3 separate regions of the Sus scrofa genome follow, and regions 1 and 3 are each linked to region 2. A link is a contact called in public Hi-C data. All regions are on one chromosome and are shown on one strand. The core of a region is the stretch at or near the end of the contact, and the rest is flanking DNA. Distances in the headings are between cores, read along the strand shown. Region 1 overlaps UST (uronyl 2-sulfotransferase). Region 2 overlaps ZC3H12D (probable ribonuclease ZC3H12D). Region 3 overlaps UST (uronyl 2-sulfotransferase).

Region 1 (3,395 bases), core at 448-2,947, 360 kb after region 2:
GGGCCTGAGAGGTCACAGGACCCGGTCAAGGCTGTATAAACCAATAAGTGACTATGCTGAGACTAGAGAGCGAGCTGTCTGATTCCCAGTCTAGCACCTTTTTGCTTCATCACTGGCTGTTAATTTCCAAATTGAGTGGAAATCTATAACCACCCACTTCTCCTTGCCCAATGTGTACTCTGGCATTAAAGGGACCCGTTGAAAAGAAGGGCTTGAGTGTTCTAAGTCAAAGGGAATGCTTTGGTAAGTCTGGGAGGATCTGGTGAAAAACTTGCAAGCCAGCAAAAATGTTTTCAGACTGAAAGAGACTGTGTCTTTTTCATTTTTAGCTCCCCAGCGCCCTGCTCCACGCCTGGCACATAACGGCCCTCAATAAAGGTTTGTTGATTTGAAACCTGTATGTTAAATCCATCTGTAAGACTGGATTAACCCGAAGGGCAGCGTTTGGTGTTGACTGTACATATGTTGTTTTTGCTAAATTCCTTCCTTAGTGGAAGGGCCTGCTTGAGCAAACTGTCCATTTCTAGAAATTGAATTTCTTTAGGCTGATAAAGGAGGTTAGAGGCACAGATCATGCTGGAGAGGGAGTGGAATTCACTGTTCTGAGCCACTTTGCTGGAGAACACTGCTAGACGTGACAGATCACTTTCAGAGACTTAGCAAAGAGTAAGAAACACCATGAGAGACCTTTGTCACAAACATAAATACCGATGTAGAAACACAAAATATACACTAGGACTTTGAAGCTAATGAATTTATATCACATGTGTTATTCACAGCCATTCACTCAAGAAATCCAAACACTACTGGGGCAATAAGACATCTGTGTGACCTAATTTTGCCATATTAATGTTGTTCAATTGCTTAATTTGTCATCATTCTGGGTACCTTTTGATGGCTATTTTTTCCACTGGCAAAAGAGAATGTTTCGTTTAGAAGTAAAACATTCACTCAGATCTCATGCACTTGACCCCAGTGCAAAGGGCTTTGGTGTGGATATAATTTAAACTGTGGCACTCTGGTCAGTTTTGCATGCTCCCTGCAGGAAGAACTTCAGGCCAGGCCATCGGGAGTGTCCGCAGAAGGCTGGCATCTCAGGGAAAGGACCACAAAGCAGAAGTTCTATGGTGACCTTGGAATCGCCTCCATTCGGCCTCAAGTGCATCTATCCGCACAGAATGCCTGCGGGGAGGGAAGGCCAGCAGGTGGGGGCTCCCCAACTCATTGCCTCTCCCGAGGCACTGCCAAGCAAACACTGGGTGTTTAACTTTCAAACGTGATGCCAAATATCATGTACCAGCAACCTGTCTGTGTGCAAGCTTGAGCAGCGACAAAGAACACTCCCAACCTGCCTCAAGCTGAGCTCATAAATGGATTTTGCTTTACTGCCCAAGATCTGGACATTTTTGCAAAAGCAGTGGTCTTTCTACCTCTGCTGCACTGACATTATATTCAGACTGGCTCATAATCTTCAGAACTCTTAAAAGTCCCTCTAACGTAAATGAAAAGGAAATCACAGACTTGCCCCGTGAAGGCCCCCTTCTCACCCCTCTTCATCTGTCAAACATGCATAATGGAAAAACGATGTAGCCCTGGCTCCGGGCCAAAATAAACAATCTGGAAATACTGTGTAAACCCAGCTGCTGCACCGGAGGACAGAGGCCTGGCTTCACGACCTCTGAGATGGTTAACCATATGCAAAATAACAAAACCTCACCACAGGCTTGCATCGATTCTGATGCTGGGCTGCTGCTGGCCCTGCTTCCCACCATCTAAGTAAAGGCACACTCCACACCTACCAAAGCCCCCTCCCCAACAATCCCAGCTTGTTGGAAGCTGGTCCAGCGGCGATTACGCGCAAGCAATGAATACAAACTGAGTAACAACCAGAGGGGGGCCAGATTTTACCACTGGAAAAAAAGTAAGCATCATCAGAAGATAGGCAACCATTCTTCAGCTTCATGGAAGCTGAGCGGTGATCCACTACCAGGCCCTGCTGTCTTAGGAAGAACTCTGTGTTAAAACCATAGGTTTACAAATCTCAGAATACATCCAGACACGTCCAGCACCTACTTTCCCAGGTGACAGGTGTGATAAAAGTCACGGTCAGGTGGCCTGGGGCCGGGGCGTTGGTGGGTGTGAGGAAGCACGGTCGGGACTCACCCCTGGGCCCCGGCTGCGGAACCTCACACCGTGCTGGCGGCTCCCCAAACCGTGTGAACACGATGCTTGTCACAGATAGAGTAAACTCATTTCCTGAATTATGCAGGGAGGCCTCGCAGTTCAAACACAGGCGGCTCCCCTGCAGCTGCCTGCGCCGGAAACGAATGTGTGTCACCATGGCGCGCGGGCGGGACTGAAAGGGGCGCGTTTGGTTTGCCACTGGGATGATCGATGGCATGTTAAGACCAGCTTCTTGGAGGGAAGGCAATTAGGGGAGAAAAGAACAAAAAGCACTTCATGGCTGACTCCGAGCTTGGGGTGGGTAAAGTAAACAGAGGGGCTTTCTCTCTCTCTTTTTTTTTTTTTTTTTGCAATCTTTTCAGATCTGGAAATATCAATAATTAAAAAACACATCGAGCTCGCTTGGAATTTCAAGAGAACCGTTACTCTCTGTAGCCAAGTGAAAGGCTTTTTTTTTTTTTTTTTTTTTTGAATGCCTGAAAGTGCTAGGCTCCTTTGATGGAAGAGAATAAAGATTTTTCTTTTTCTAATGCTTCCAAATTGCTCTGAATTTTGGAAGCTGGAGCAAAACAAAAGGAACAAGGAAGACAAAGTAATTGGCTGGGTGGGATGGGTGACCACGGCCCATCAAGCCGAGGGCACTGGCCCCCTTTGGAAAGGTGGGCATTTCCAGAGGTGCTGTACAGGCAGGTCAAAACCCCACTGAACCCTGAGGTGAGGGTGGCCCACCGGAGAGGCTTCCAGGTTCTCTGCCTCGGTGAGTTAACCCCACAGCACCTACCCTCAGAATCTGCCCTGGTTGCTGGGGGCGGGTGGTGGCGCTAATTAGTTATTTTCTTGCCTGGCCTCTGTTTGCTCAAGCATCAACTCTGCATCGAGCACCTACTAAGCACAAAGAGAGATTCTAGGAAATAAAAGAACCGCAAAAAGCTGAAAACCCAGACTGTCTGCTGGAGGAGAGAAAGTAAATAATTAAGAGAAACAAATGTATAATTCACCCCACAATTTCCCAGGCGATCTGCAAATCCCTGCTTCACTGGAGCATCAGAGGAGGGGTGAGAAGGGGGCTGCCAGGGAGTGAAGCCAGGGTGTCTGTGGCTGGGACCTTGAACCTGTGTGGCCCCCCAGCCGATGCTGATGTGGGAGCCGTCCAATCACACTCAGATCCTAAAGCTCTGCATTAAACATGTCAAGGCTGGAAGAAGGGTCCC
Region 2 (3,296 bases), core at 390-2,889:
TTCCTCGGGTCAGATCCACCCTGGAGCCACCAGCTGCAGTGGGGGGAGGGCAATGTCAGGGTCACAAGGCACAGACCCCTTAGCAAGGGCTGGGGGAGGGCCCCTAGGCAGTGCTGAGGTGAGGAGGGCGAGATCACTGGTCTAGTGCACACATCCTCAGGCACGCTGAGGGCAATGGCCAGGAGCCTGGCAAGGTGAGTGTGGGTCACAGCATGGCACAAGGTGGGAGGGCACGGTGAGCTGGACATCACTCCCATTCCAATTTCTGTTCCAGTTCTGGGCTTTCTCACTGGGTTTTAGGAATGCGGTTTGGGACAAGGTCCCCAACTCTGTGAGGGCAGGGACCATGTGTCTTTTATCTGCCACAGCCACAGCCAGCCTGGGCATCATGGGCAGCCAGTGACAAGATGTAGATGAGTGAGTGTCAAAGGCGGCAGCTCTGGGGAAGGGAAGATGGGCAGAGAGAGGCCACATGGCCTCTGTATCAGGCCCCCTGCACCTCCTGACCCTGGAGCCCTGGGGGGGGCAAGTGTGTGTGGTGGAAAGAGCTGGGGCTTTGAAAGCGCGGGAGATGTTTCAAACTGAGGTTCTGCCATTTACTGGCTGACTGTGGGGGAAAAACGCCCCCCCTCTCTGGGCTGGACTTTTGTCACCTTGAATCAACCATCCTTGGTGTTACCGGCACAGTTTCCTCCATCCCTGTCTCACCGTAACCAAGCATTGGAACGGTGGATGTTTTACAAATTTATTAAAGTGAAAGTACATTTTCAGAGAGGGAGAGAGGACTCACGTGCGCACAGGTTAAGAAAAGAGGGCCTGGGAATTCCTGTCCTGGTGCAGTGGAAACCAGTCTGACTAGGAACCATGAGGTTGTGGGTTTGATCCCTGGCCTTGCTCAGTGGGGTAAGGATCCAGCGTTGCCATGAACTGTGGTGTAGGTTGCAGACGTGGTTCGGATCTGGCGTTGCTGTGGCTGCGGCAGCTGCAGCCCTAATTGGACCCCTAGCCTGGGAACTTCCATGTGCCTCTGGTGAAGCCCTGAAAAAAGCAAAAGCAAAAAAAACCCCACAAAAAACAAGAAAACAAAACAGGGCCTGACTTACTCTGCACAGTCTTTATACCCCACAGTGGGACCTGAGTGGAGACCCAATTTGATCTTCTGATTGGTCTTGGGCAGGACACCTTATTTGCATGGGGAACAGGTTAGATGGTGGCCAGGTGAGGAACAGGTGCCATTTCTTCTCTAGCAGGGAGTGAGCAGCCCAGGCGGGTCACATTGGGCAGAATGGCCATTACAGAGACATGGCCAGAGGCTCTGGGGCTCTGGGGAGGGGACTTGAAGCCTGTAACACTTGGCTCAGTCACCCTTAACCTCTGAGATGATCCCGAGGACCAGAGAGCAGTTTAGCCCATAGTGGTAGCAGTTACCCTCAGGCCAGGCCAGGACCTGTCCCTCCAGGAGGTCCTGCTGCCCCCACTGCCTACGGCCACAGAGGCAGAGGTCCCCTCCTAAGCCCCAGGGCAGATGGTTACAGCGACTACCCTGCAGCAGCCCCCAAGTCCCTTCCACACTCACAGGGCTGGCACTCCCTCTCTCTGGCTCAGGCCTGGAGGAATCTGGCAAATCTGGACAGCATGGGATCCAGAAAATCCTTACTGAGGTCTGTGGGATCATGGCTGCCTCTGGCCTGGCGACAGCTTGGGGCCCAGGCCAAGTGCTTTTGACAACTTGGCCTCTGCTCAGGGCCTGCTCGAAGGTCCCCGGCTGCCAGAGGGCAGAGCCTGCCGCCTGCCTGAGGGCGAGGACACCCGCCGCAAGCCCTGGGCACGTCCATAGGGCCCTCTTGGCCCAGCTCCCAGCTGTGAGGCCCGAGAAAGAGCAGGAGGTGAAGCCTTTGGGAACTTTTAATAACTGCGCTGGGTGGCTCCCCAGATTCTTGGTCTGGGCCCAACTCTGAGAAGCCGGCTGTGTAGCTGGGATCTGAGCCACGGAAAGCTACCCTGGACCCGGGATGGCCCAGCTTGGGGCTGGCCTGGTGGATGCGGTCTGCAAGGGCGACCCCAGCATGACCCTCGACTCTTAGGGGGAAACCAGCCCATAAAAACAGGCCCCCAAATAGAATCCACAACCCCTCTAGTGGGACCTTTGCGTGACAGGGAAGTGCCTCCTGGGAACAAAAGTATTCATATAAAAAAGTGGATTGTGCTAAACGCGAGGGTTTTCCTTCTGAGGAATGTTGTTTTCCCCTTTGAGCCCCGGGACATTCCCTTCCTCCTTAGACTTAATGCAGAAGGAAAGGGGCTGGCCCAGGCTGGGTGCGACAGGGACTGACGTGGCAGGGGTCCGGCAGCCCGGGGATGCTGAGACCAAACCCAGGGCCCTGCCCCCATCCCATCCCCCTCCCCGGTTTGGCAGAGGGGGCAGATCTTGCACTGAGGCTGCCTGTGTGGTCGCACCTGTGTGCAGCCTGCACCTGGGACCCACTTCCTCCCTGACCCGTCAACCAGTATTTCAAACTCTGTTAATTTTTATTCCCCACCTGATAGGCCCAGAGCTGTGGGGCAATGCAGGAGAAATGGCGTTCAGGGGACGAGAGAGGCTGTTGGTGGCCCCCAGGGGTCTCTAGCTTTCTGTTGAGGACATTGGAAGGCAGCTTAGAGGGGCTTTCAGACTAGGACCCAGGGGAGCCCTAATGCAATGATGCTTCTGCTTTAGTGGATAAAAATCACCTTGGAAGTTATTAAAATGCAGATTCCTGACCAACTTGAGGTTCTGCATTTTGCAAGGCATTCCTAAGTGATTCTGGCGCTTGAACCTCAGCGGGAGGAACACTTGGAGGAGGCCCAGGGGCTGCTGTCCTGGGGTCTGTCCATGCTGTGCTCTGTACTGGTTCTGTGTGGAGGAAGGGTTGTGTTGTTGTAACACGCTGTGACAACCCCCGGGTGGGAGAAAGAGCTCTGGACGGAGAGATCAGACCAAGGCCATGCCTCCCCAGCCCTGCCTACTCCCAGCTCCGTGCCAGTGGTGCGTTCCTGAGGGTCTTGCATTCACCCCCCTGTGCTTGTTCTCCAGGTTCATGCCTCCTGATGACCCTCTGGGCCGTCGGGGCCCCACCCTGAACAACTTCCTGAGCAGGAAGCCAAAGCCCCCAGAGCCGTCCTGGCAGCACTGCCCCTACGGTGGGTAGTGTCCCATGCCTTGTGGGCCCTGTTCAGGTCAGAAGCCCTGGCTGGGGGTGGGGGTGGTCAGCAGCCTGAGTTCTAGTCTAGGTGCTGCCTTTCATCAGCTGTGTGAC
Region 3 (3,291 bases), core at 540-3,039, 380 kb after region 2:
AAACAACAGAAATGAGAGTGCCTGCTGTGGTGCTATGAAGGATCCAGCGTTACTGCAGCTGTGGTGTAGGTCTCAGCTGTAGCTTGGATTTGATCCCTGGCCCAAGAACTTCTGTATGCCATGGGTGCAGTGTCCCCCAAAGCAAAACTAGAAATGTATCCTTTGGACAGGTCAGAAGTCCAAAGTCAAGGTGTCAGCAGGGCCATGCTCCCTCTGAAACCTCAAGAATCTTTCCTATTTCTTTCTCTCTCTCTCTCTTTTTTTTTTTTTTTTTTTTTTTTACTTTTTAGGGCCACATCGATGGCATATTGAGGTTCCCAGGCTAGGAGCTGAATTGAAGCTGCAGCTGCTGGCCTACACTACAGCCACAGCAACGCGGGATCTGAGCCTCATCTGCTACCTACACCACAGCTCATGGCAATGCCGGATCCCAGACCCACTGAGCGAGGCAGGATTAAACCTGCATCCTCGTGGATACCAGTCAGATTCGTTTCTGCTGCAGCACAATGGAACCCCCCCCCCCATTTTTCCCCTGTTTCTTTCTACTTTCTGACTATCCTTGCTGATGAGTTTAGCATCCTTGCCTTGTGGCAACATAATTCCAATCTCTGCCTCTACCTTCATGTGGCCTTCTTCTTCCCTGTGTCTCTGAATCTTTCTCTCCTTATAAGGACACCAGTCCTTGGATTTAGGTCCATCCTAACCCCAAAGGACCTCATCGTAACATGATTATATTTGCAAAGACCCTATTTCCAAATAAGGTCACGTTTCCAGATACATGGGGTTAGGACTTCAACACCTTTTGAGGGGACACAATCCAACCTACAACACAACTTAACCAGGTTGTGCGGAAGAAGTGAGACAACATAAATTGAAGGTACTTTGCTAAGTGTAAAAGTCTTATTCTTTCCACTTTTAAAGGTTTTAGCTCAAGGCACCAGGTTTAGGAAGGCGGCCTTTCAAAGTGTCACTTCTTGAGTTTGGATGTTTGGTGACAGCTGTGGAACAGCAGCTTGAGTTTTGAAGCCAAGAAGGCAAAACCACGTGGAAGAATCATGGAGCCTCATAAACCCCAAATGCCTTAGGGCTGGTCTTGCTGACTGTATGGCCTTGCAACTTGCCAACCTGGGCAGCCCAAGCCAGCGGGAGAGTCTACAACACCCCTGCTCGAAAGAGCTCTGATTTTTGCCCCCGTCCCCCCTCTCAGATGGATACTTTTGTAAGCTACAATAAAAAGGAGTGATTAACAAATAATCAGGGCCATGCCAAATTACCATCAAAGTTTCAACTGCCACCTCATCTCATCATGGGCTAGTAGTGAGCAGCTTCCGGGCTGGCCTCGGTCCTCGGACCACACTTTGAGAAGTGGTGTTCAGCCACGGCCAAGGCCAATGCAGACCCAGGGGCCCCACCGGAGCACAGTCCTGCTTCCAGGCCTCCAAGGGGTGGGGAGGGGGGAGTTAGGGTAAAGAATTCCAGCCTCCAGCCCCATTCCAGGGGGCATGCCTGGCTGGGGAAGGCAAACACACCTCCCACACCTGAGTCTCCGTGTTCTCCTTGAGTTTGTTTTCCCACTGACTTACTTTCCTTTCAGTCTGGGCTTTACAAACAGCCCTCTGAGTGAATGCAGGCGATCCCAGCAGTCCCCACACCACGGCTCATATGGAATGCATTTAGAGACGGGAAAAAACTCGAACGGAGTGGTTATACGATTTTGAACTGGCTTGGACATGGCGTGGCTGGAATTTCAGAGCTGGCTTTTGTTTGCCTTCGTCATGAAACATTTGTTATATGAGCCGCTGCTACTGCTACTAAAGCAGCTGCTGCCGAGAAAGCCTCTCAGGGGCTGCTTTTTCCCCTGGTCCTGGGTGGACGGAGTTCACGGATCGCAGCCCTCGACTCTCCAGGCTTGAGATAACCTTTGTCAGTGTCCTCGAATCAGATTACGGACACGACACGGACAGCACAGGAAATGGAGGCGCATGTTTCTGCCAAGTCAGGTTGGAATGGCATCTTTGGATGGTCAGGGATTCCTCTGACCATGAGACGGTCTCCTCTTTTTTGTCTTTTTAGGGCCGCACCCATGGCATATGGAGGTTCCCCGGTTAGGGGTCTAATCGGAGCTGTAGCCGCTGGCCTTCGCCACAGCCACCGCAAGGCGGGATCTGAGCCACATCTGCGACCCACAGCTCACGGCAACACTGGATATTTAACCCACTGAGTGGGGTCAGGGATTGAACCTGTGTCCTCATGGATACTAGTTGGGTTCATTACCACTGAGCCATAACAGGACTCCCATGGGAGTGCCTTTTTACCGGTTCTTGTAATTTATATTCTCTCCCATCAAATAAATCTCCAATATGGCCCTGATCTGTGTTCCAGGTAATTTTTAAAAATGTAGTAATTTGGAGCCCCATCATAGCAAATATGAGTCAGAAAAAACCCTAAGGGGTTTAACTAATAAATTACCATTAGGGGACCTTGTTTTTGTTTGTTTTGCTTTCAAAATTTCATCAGTACTGCAATCCCAAGATACTGATGCAGAGGGCAGTGCTATGGGAGCCCGAGTCACATCACAGCTCTGCAGACGTCCCTCGAAAGAAACATGTACAACAGGGAGTTCCCACTGTGGCGCAGTGGAAACAAATCTGACTAGTGTCTATGAGGATGGGAGTTCGATCCCTGGCCCCGCTCAGAAGGTTAAGCATCTGGCATTGTCGTGAGCTGTGGTGTAGGTCAAAGATGCAGCTCAGATCTGGCTGTAGCTCCGATTTGAACCCTAGCCTGGGAGTTGCCATATGCTGTGGGTGCGGCCTTAAAAAAAAAAAAAGAAAGAAAAGAAAAGAAAAGAAAAGAAACATGTATAAGAGACCCAGATAGGAGCTATAAAAACAAAACTAGTGTAGAGCCTCAAAGGTCAGGTAGTTAGGACATTCTCAGCCAAATGCAGGGGGCTGATGACATAATTTCAATACCTCCGCTTCGAAAACCTCACTAAAATGACAGCACAGGATAATGAGTTTATCAAAAGATTGCAAGATCACAAGGATGAAGAACTGGAGAAGGATGTCAATGGAAGAAAGACCTCCACTAATATCTGGAAGATGGAAAGCAGTTGGAGGAGTGCCCTGGGTGTGGCAGAGGGGGGACATACATCAGTGTCAGCTCAGCCTGCAGGTAGTGGCACCAGGTAGCCCAGGTGGGAAAGCTGGGCACAAGGCAGGTGGTCTGAGGGTCAAGCAGTTGGGCTCCATATCTGCATACAGCCAAGTATCCCGCAAAGCCTCTTTC

The links. Hi-C and Micro-C count contacts between places; a contact is called where the count stands out from the background.
Region 1: a contact with region 2 is called in a Hi-C map of liver, with 3 times the contacts expected there. The contact joins two enhancer-like sites. A contact is called at or near these places in 1 of 47 Hi-C or Micro-C datasets (liver) and 1 of 2 datasets of contacts at active chromatin or transcription factors (alveolar macrophages).
Region 3: a Hi-C map of skeletal muscle shows a contact between it and region 2, with 4 times the contacts expected there. The contact joins two enhancer-like sites. A contact is called at or near these places in 20 of 47 Hi-C or Micro-C datasets (adipose tissue, alveolar macrophages, blood and 11 more) and 2 of 2 datasets of contacts at active chromatin or transcription factors (alveolar macrophages and skeletal muscle).

Annotation. Positions count from the first base shown.
Region 1 is chr1:16,852,679-16,856,073 of Sscrofa11.1, forward strand. The region is part of intron 7 of UST (uronyl 2-sulfotransferase); the gene reads right to left. Among named protein-coding and RNA genes, the nearest start is that of TAB2, 240 kb to the left of the region's middle. Within about 2 kb of position 1,698, at least 25 of the 83 cell types and tissues checked have an H3K27ac peak or open chromatin away from gene starts, as enhancers often do. A contact at or near this core is called in liver, where this site is marked.
Region 2 is chr1:16,492,957-16,496,252 of Sscrofa11.1, forward strand. ZC3H12D (probable ribonuclease ZC3H12D) reads left to right here. Exons shown (of 6, transcript XM_003121158.4): 5 at 3,074-3,180. Among named protein-coding and RNA genes, the nearest start is that of ZC3H12D, 31 kb to the left of the region's middle. Within about 2 kb of position 1,640, at least 32 of the 83 cell types and tissues checked have an H3K27ac peak or open chromatin away from gene starts, as enhancers often do. A contact at or near this core is called in liver and skeletal muscle, where this site is marked.
Region 3 is chr1:16,874,647-16,877,937 of Sscrofa11.1, forward strand. All of the region lies in intron 7 of UST (uronyl 2-sulfotransferase), which reads right to left. Among named protein-coding and RNA genes, the nearest start is that of UST, 260 kb to the right of the region's middle. Within about 2 kb of position 1,790, at least 5 of the 83 cell types and tissues checked have an H3K27ac peak or open chromatin away from gene starts, as enhancers often do. A contact at or near this core is called in skeletal muscle, where this site is marked.